Regions from separate parts of the Mus musculus genome. Here region 2 is linked to region 1. The links are chromatin contacts, called in public HiChIP or PLAC-seq maps. All regions are on one chromosome and are shown on one strand. Each heading gives the region's core, a stretch centred on a gene start, on an enhancer-like site or on the middle of the called end of the contact. The rest is flanking DNA. Distances are from core to core; before and after follow the strand shown.

What was found. HiChIP or PLAC-seq counts read pairs in DNA pulled down with a chosen protein or histone mark.
Region 2: a contact with region 1 is called in an H3K4me3 HiChIP or PLAC-seq map of bone marrow-derived macrophages, with 2.9 times the contacts expected there. The contact joins the enhancer-like site here to the promoter of Nprl2 in region 1. A contact is called at or near these places in 2 of 39 promoter capture datasets (the HPC-7 cell line and erythroid cells), 1 of 484 Hi-C or Micro-C datasets (the G1E-ER4 cell line), 13 of 115 datasets of contacts at active chromatin or transcription factors (the 230-238 cell line, T-cell acute lymphoblastic leukemia, bone marrow-derived macrophages and 8 more) and 3 of 9 other capture datasets (adipose tissue, liver and pancreatic islet).

The regions. Positions count from the first base shown.
Region 1 is chr9:107,540,755-107,543,723 of GRCm38.p6, reverse strand. Nprl2 (NPR2 like, GATOR1 complex subunit) reads right to left here and starts at 1,515. Exons shown (of 11, transcript NM_018879.2): 1 at 1,271-1,515; 2 at 651-742; 3 at 388-556; 4 at 109-217. The coding sequence starts at 1,348. It overlaps Cyb561d2 (cytochrome b-561 domain containing 2), which reads left to right and starts at 1,531. Exons shown (of 4, transcript NM_001357289.1): 1 at 1,531-1,689; 2 at 2,074-2,227; 3 at 2,684-2,721. The coding sequence starts at 2,101.
Region 2 is chr9:107,311,429-107,314,320 of GRCm38.p6, reverse strand. No RefSeq gene overlaps it. Among named protein-coding and RNA genes, the nearest start is that of Cish, 16 kb to the right of the region's middle. Within about 2 kb of position 1,425, at least 159 of the 459 cell types and tissues checked have an H3K27ac peak or open chromatin away from gene starts, as enhancers often do. A contact at or near this core is called in the 230-238 cell line, the G1E-ER4 cell line, the HPC-7 cell line and 4 more, where this site is marked.

The DNA of each region.
Region 1 (2,969 bases), core at 266-2,765:
TCCTGCCCACCAGCTTATTCAAGAATCTTTGCCTCTGCCAGTGGCTGTGTCCTGCTACTTCCCCAACCTTCCCTTGTTCATCTGCCGTCCTGGCAGAGGCGGCCGTACCAATGGGCAGAGTGCAGCGGCCGGAGGCATTCAGCTCTTCCAGCAGGATGGTCATGATGGGCACCAGCTTCTGCTTGCTCTCCTCGTTGGATACAAAGCTGCTCTCAAGCTGGGGAAGACACAGACAGCACAGTGAGTGACCACACCTCAGGCTCCCTGCTGCAGCAACATGGAGCTAGCTGCTGGAGGCTGGGGATTCAAGACACAGGAACTCTCTCCCCACCTGTGCCCACCACGGACGCACCCACCCACCCACCCTGGCCCCATCTTGCTGCAGACCTCCAGCGTGGTCAAGTAGCCGGCCAGCTTTTTAACGATGGGTTCCAGGGCACAAGTCTTAGCCTGAGCGTCACACACAAAGCCCAGGTTGAAGAGGAGAGCATTGCGGCTGTACTTCTTGTGTTCAATGCACACGGGGCAGCCAATCAGCTTCTTCTCCATGGCTGTGCTGGAGAGGTAGAACAGAGTCAGCCTGCCCCGCCCCCACCCCCACCCCCAAGCCAGGCTGGGACCCCTCTCCTCCCACCCAACTAAAGCCTCACACAGTGATGAGCTTGTTCTGTAACTCGGGCTTGGTGATGATGTACACCTGGACCGTGTCAAACAGTTCTCGCGAGATGAAATCCTCAGGGACCTGGAGAAGGCAGCCATGAGAGAGAGCTCCCTCAGTGGACGTTGGGTCCGGGCAGATTTTTACAGCCCACCCAGGCACAAGTCCCTCTACCGTTTTCTTCCCTCATCCACCCAGTGGTCTACTTTGTGCTTCCAAACACATGCTATGTTTTGGCAAGCTCCCTTGGCTTTTGCGTTCACTATTCCCACTACCTGGAATACCCCTTTCTACCCTCACCTAACTTTTATATATCATTTGTCTTGGTCCAGTGTTTCTCTTGGGTCATCTAAACCTTCATGAGCCTTAGCACCTCCCCGAAACCTATAGCCTGATTCTGTTTGGGGGACAAAACTCCTCCCCCACACTAGAACCTGATTCAGTTTGGGGGACAAAACTCCTCCCCCACACTAGAAACCGGAGACCTGGGTCTGTGTACCCTCTCCATTCAATGGAAGAGACACGCGTGGATGAACCACAACCCCTCCAGGCGGCCAGCTGAGCTCCAGAGAGCATCCCTCCCCTCGCCTAGTCCGGGAGTGTGGAAGGCACCTGATAGGTAATTTTGGGTCCCAGCGTTGGGTGGAACTCGCTGAAGAATATACATTCGATGCGGCAGCTGCTGCCCATGGCGCTGTCTGGATCCAAGTCTGTAATCCCTGTTTTTCGTGTGGGGATCGCCTCTACGCCTTGGAATACCCTGTCAAAAAGAGAAAGAGGCCCGGGTAGGTCACACAGGTTTGTGAGCGCAAACCCAACGAGCCGTCAACTCAACAGCGCCTGCGCAGGGCGACTCAGGGGGCGTGGTTGCCGCTGGATGGGATGGGAGGGGGCTTGTCCCAGGAAGTCTCGGGTGGGTAGACATCGCACCCGGAAGTGAAGCTACTCCGTAACGGAGCGGTGGCGCGGCTGGCGGGGCCGAGGGTCCAGTTTATTTTGGAGGAAGTCACTGCGTAGAACCTGAGAAGCAGGTGAGGAGGGCAAAATTCTACGGTGGAGGTACAGCGTGTCAGGTGCACATGGGGAGGCAGTGTGCAAAGAAATTCACGCTTAGGTAGGGAAGCAGCTGGGAAATACAATTCCCGTAGTGCTCCACGCCTTCCGTTCCGGCTAACGATGACGTGCTGCATTCTGGGATTTGTAGTCTTCCTCCTCCCACTTGGAAGGTGCGATCGTTACCACTTCAAATACAGGTGTTTGACAGGTAGACTGCTAAGTTGGGACTGTTAGTGCCGGCACTACTCTGCTCCTGTCATAACTTCTCCGGGAAAAGGTGCCATTTCTGTCCTGAGTTACTGTCCCCAGTGAGGGGCGTGGACAGTGGGCACTCTTGCCAACGCCTACGATGCTTTCAGGCTGTGCAGCTATCGGCTGGGCTGACCATGGCCCTTTCTGTGGAGACGGAGTCGCATATCTACCGAGCTCTGCGCACTGCCTCTGGGGCTGCAGCCCACCTCGTGGCGTTAGGCTTTACCATCTTTGTTGCTGTGCTTGCCAGACCTGGCTCCAGTAAGTAGAATTCATAGTCCACTTATGGGAAGGGAAAAGCTACTTCTCTTGGGGAACAGGGGGCAGTAGGAAACGATGGGCGTAACTCCTGAGAACAGGATTGACTGGCTGAAGGATATTCTCTGTTGAACGTATTTAACGTCGTGGGAAGAGCAGACCAGTGTGGGGGCTCTGCCCGCCAGGGCAAGCTTTAAGTACATGGCTTCTCTTCCTTTGATTTGGCATTTCATTCCTGACTTGTGGGGATGCTGGAGGAAGGAGCCGCCAGAGGAGTGGCAGAGCGTGCTTTCTGTCCAGGGAAGAGAACAGGGGGTGGGTAAGATGAGCTTGTTACTGGAGGAGGCTCGCATTTTGACCCCTCCTTGGGTGATGGATGGGCTGTCCATCCCGGCTATAGAGCCTGGTATGCTGGTTTCTTTTTCCCTAGTTCCATGAGGCGCCCTCTTCTCATTCCAGGTCTGTTCTCCTGGCACCCCGTTCTTATGTCTCTGGCTGTAAGTAGTGGGTTTGGGTAGCTTTTAGGGGTAGAATGTGGGCGTTGTTGGTGGCTCTCAGAATCCTTGTAGGCATTTAGTGCCAGTGTAGACGAGCTGTATGTCCTCACTCCTGCTTCTGACGAATATCCAAGGCTTGAAAACGGTATTCATGACCCAGGACGAACAGATGAAGCTCACCCAAGCACAAAAGGGCGGCTTCTCTCACCTCCAGCTAGGAAGCTGAGAAATGGCATTTGGAGGCTGCT
Region 2 (2,892 bases), core at 176-2,675, 230 kb after region 1:
GCCTTGGCTATTCTGGAACTCACTCTGTAGCTGGGACTCAGATCTGCCTGCTTCTGTCCCCTAAGGGCTGGGATGAAAGCCGTGGGTCGCACACCTGGATACTTTGTTTCTTGTTTGTATCCACTCCCCACTGCTCTCCCACTCCCCTCCTTGTTTGTTCTTCCTCCCAAATGGGCCCCTTCTGCTTTCCTGTCATATCCAGATAAGTATGTGGACACCGACACTGCACATGAGAGGAAACACTTGATATTTTTTCTTGCCCCTCACTACCCATTCCTCCCCTCACATAGTCCCTCTTCCATTTACTTCTGTGCCCTATGCATGTCTGTACATGTATTCTGCTTATGAGAAGAAACACAGGATAGTTGTCTTTCTGAGCCTGGCTTATGTCACTTAGTGTGATGATATGCCCCCCCCCATCCTGTCCATTTCCCTATGATGTTTATTTTTCAAAATGATTCATTTTTGCTATTTTTATGTGAATTGGTGTTTTGCCTGCATGTCTGTCTGTGTGAGGGTGTTAGATCCCCAGGAACTGGAGTTACAGACACTTGGGAATTACCATGTGGGTGCTGGGAATTGAACTCAGGTACAGCAGCCAGGGCTCTGAATCACTGAGCCATCTCTCCAGCCCCTACAATGTTTATTTTTAATTATGAAAAAAGAAAAGGAGAGGTGAGAGGGGGAAAAAAAGAGAAGGGAGAAGAGAGAAAGAAGAGAAAGGAAAAAAAAGAAGAGACAGCAAGATGAGGGTAAAAGTGCTCACTGCCAAGCCGGCTGATCAGGGTTACTGGGGAAGGAGGAAAATGCAAATTGTCTTATGACCTTTACAAGCAAACTATGGCATTCACACACACGCACACACACGCACACACACGCACACACACACACACACACACGTAAATGTTAATTTTACTTAAGAAAGGAAGGCGAGAGGGAGGAGGAAGGAACTTGTGGGCAGGGCATGAGGGCATTTTCTATATTGGCTGTTCTGTTCCTGAAGCTTCTAGCCCCCTCAACTGTCCTGTCCTGGGGTCACCTCCACCCAGCTTCTGTCACAGCCACTGAATCTGGGCCACCTACTTCTGAAAGGTCCTTGGTGTCCTCATCCAAGACCTGGCTGCACAATGCATGTGCCAGGTGCATAATCTCTGGTTTGAGGCAGGAAAAAGAAGAGTCAAGCAGTAGGCGTGGCCAAGGGGTTTCCCCAGGCTTTATGGTGCCTTTAAGGTGGGCAGGCTGGGGAACCCAGGGCCCCACAAAGCCTCAAGTCTCTCTGGTTCTGGGTACCTTCATTTCTGGGAACTGACTGTGCTTTGGAAAGAGAGAAATGAGAAGCAAAACCCTTTTGGGCCCCAGCATTAACCCTCCCCCCTCCCTTGTCTTCTTCCGCTGAGTCACAGTTAAGAGCCAGGCACCTCAGCCTTCCTAGCCACCCGGGTGGGGCAGGACTCAGGGTTAGGTGAGGACACAGCATCTGAGACAAGCTCTCCTTGCCAGCATCCTCGGCGAGTGGTAGAGGGCAGCTACCCTCTGGGGCAGTTAAGGTCTGAGACCACCTCCCTAAGCTTAGGTGAGGCTTTATGTCCTGCCCCTCCTATTTCCTCCTGGCTTTGTTCACCCCACGAGCTTTTATTAAGTGCCAACTGCATGCTGGAGCTAGGAAGGTGGGATGGTTCAGTGGTCCTTGGGTTCCATGTCTTTAGGGAGCTCATGGATGCAGTAGATAGACAAGAACTTATCCTAATTGGCCCCCAGTGAGGAACTCTTGGTTTTTAGGCTTTTTGTCAGCAATGGAGATCCACACAGGTTTTGTCCTCCAGAGAGAGCCGGCCATATTATACATGCCTGTACAGAGAGCTATATGCATGCCTCTTTACAGGAATGCACATGTACATGCATATGCATGGGTGTGGGACTTGAACACTGGCTGGTATTTATGATCATAGGTATCTATACACACCCTCCCTTGGGTGGAGGAGCACTAAGCTCTGGAAACTGGGTCAGATCTCTCTGTATGAGTGTGTGTGTGTGTGTGTATTGTATGTGTGTACATGTGTATGAGTATGTGTACTGTGTGAGTACATGTGCATGTGTGTATATGCATGTGAGAGTATGTGTGTATTGTATGTGTGTGTGTGTGTGTGTGAGTATATGTGCATGTGTGTGTGAGCATGAGTGTGTGTGTGTGTGTGTGTGTGTGTGTGTGTGTGTGTGTGTGTGTGCGCATTATTATCCTGTCTCAGAAGCCCAACCACTACTTCTGAGTCATGGCCGCCTGTGGAAACTCCAGCATATCACCCCCATTTCATAGGAAAAAAGGCTGAAACTCTGAGGGTCTCCCTGACTTGACTTGCTTACTGTCACCCAGTGTTTGGGGAATAGATCTGGGAAGGGGATTACTGAACTTTTGGCCTGGTAGTTGGACCCTGACACCATATCTTTACTAAGACTGGCCTGGCCTGTCGGCCTCCATATTCTTTATTCTGAATGAACCAGCCTCCCACTTCTGCTGAAATGGTCCCCACCTTCCCTCATGGAACTTTCCCATGACTCTAGCCTTCTTCCTTCCAGTTTTTGTCCCCTTCATGTCCACCAACTAAGGCTAAAACTGGCTCCTGTAAAATTTCCCATCCTTTATAATAAGAGTTGTGTTGGCCTGGGTTAGATATCTCAGTGAGTGAAATGCTTGCCGTGCAAGAATGAGGACTAGACCCACATAAAAGCCAAGCTTGCCTGTGTCCTCTTATCATCCCAGTGGCTGTTGGGGTAGAGACAGGAGGAGCCCTGGGACTCACTGGTCTGCCACTCTAGCCTATATCAGGGGTTCCAGGCCAGTGAAAGACAATGGTTTCAAAAGAGAAGAGTGTCTAAGAAACAACTTCCAACGTT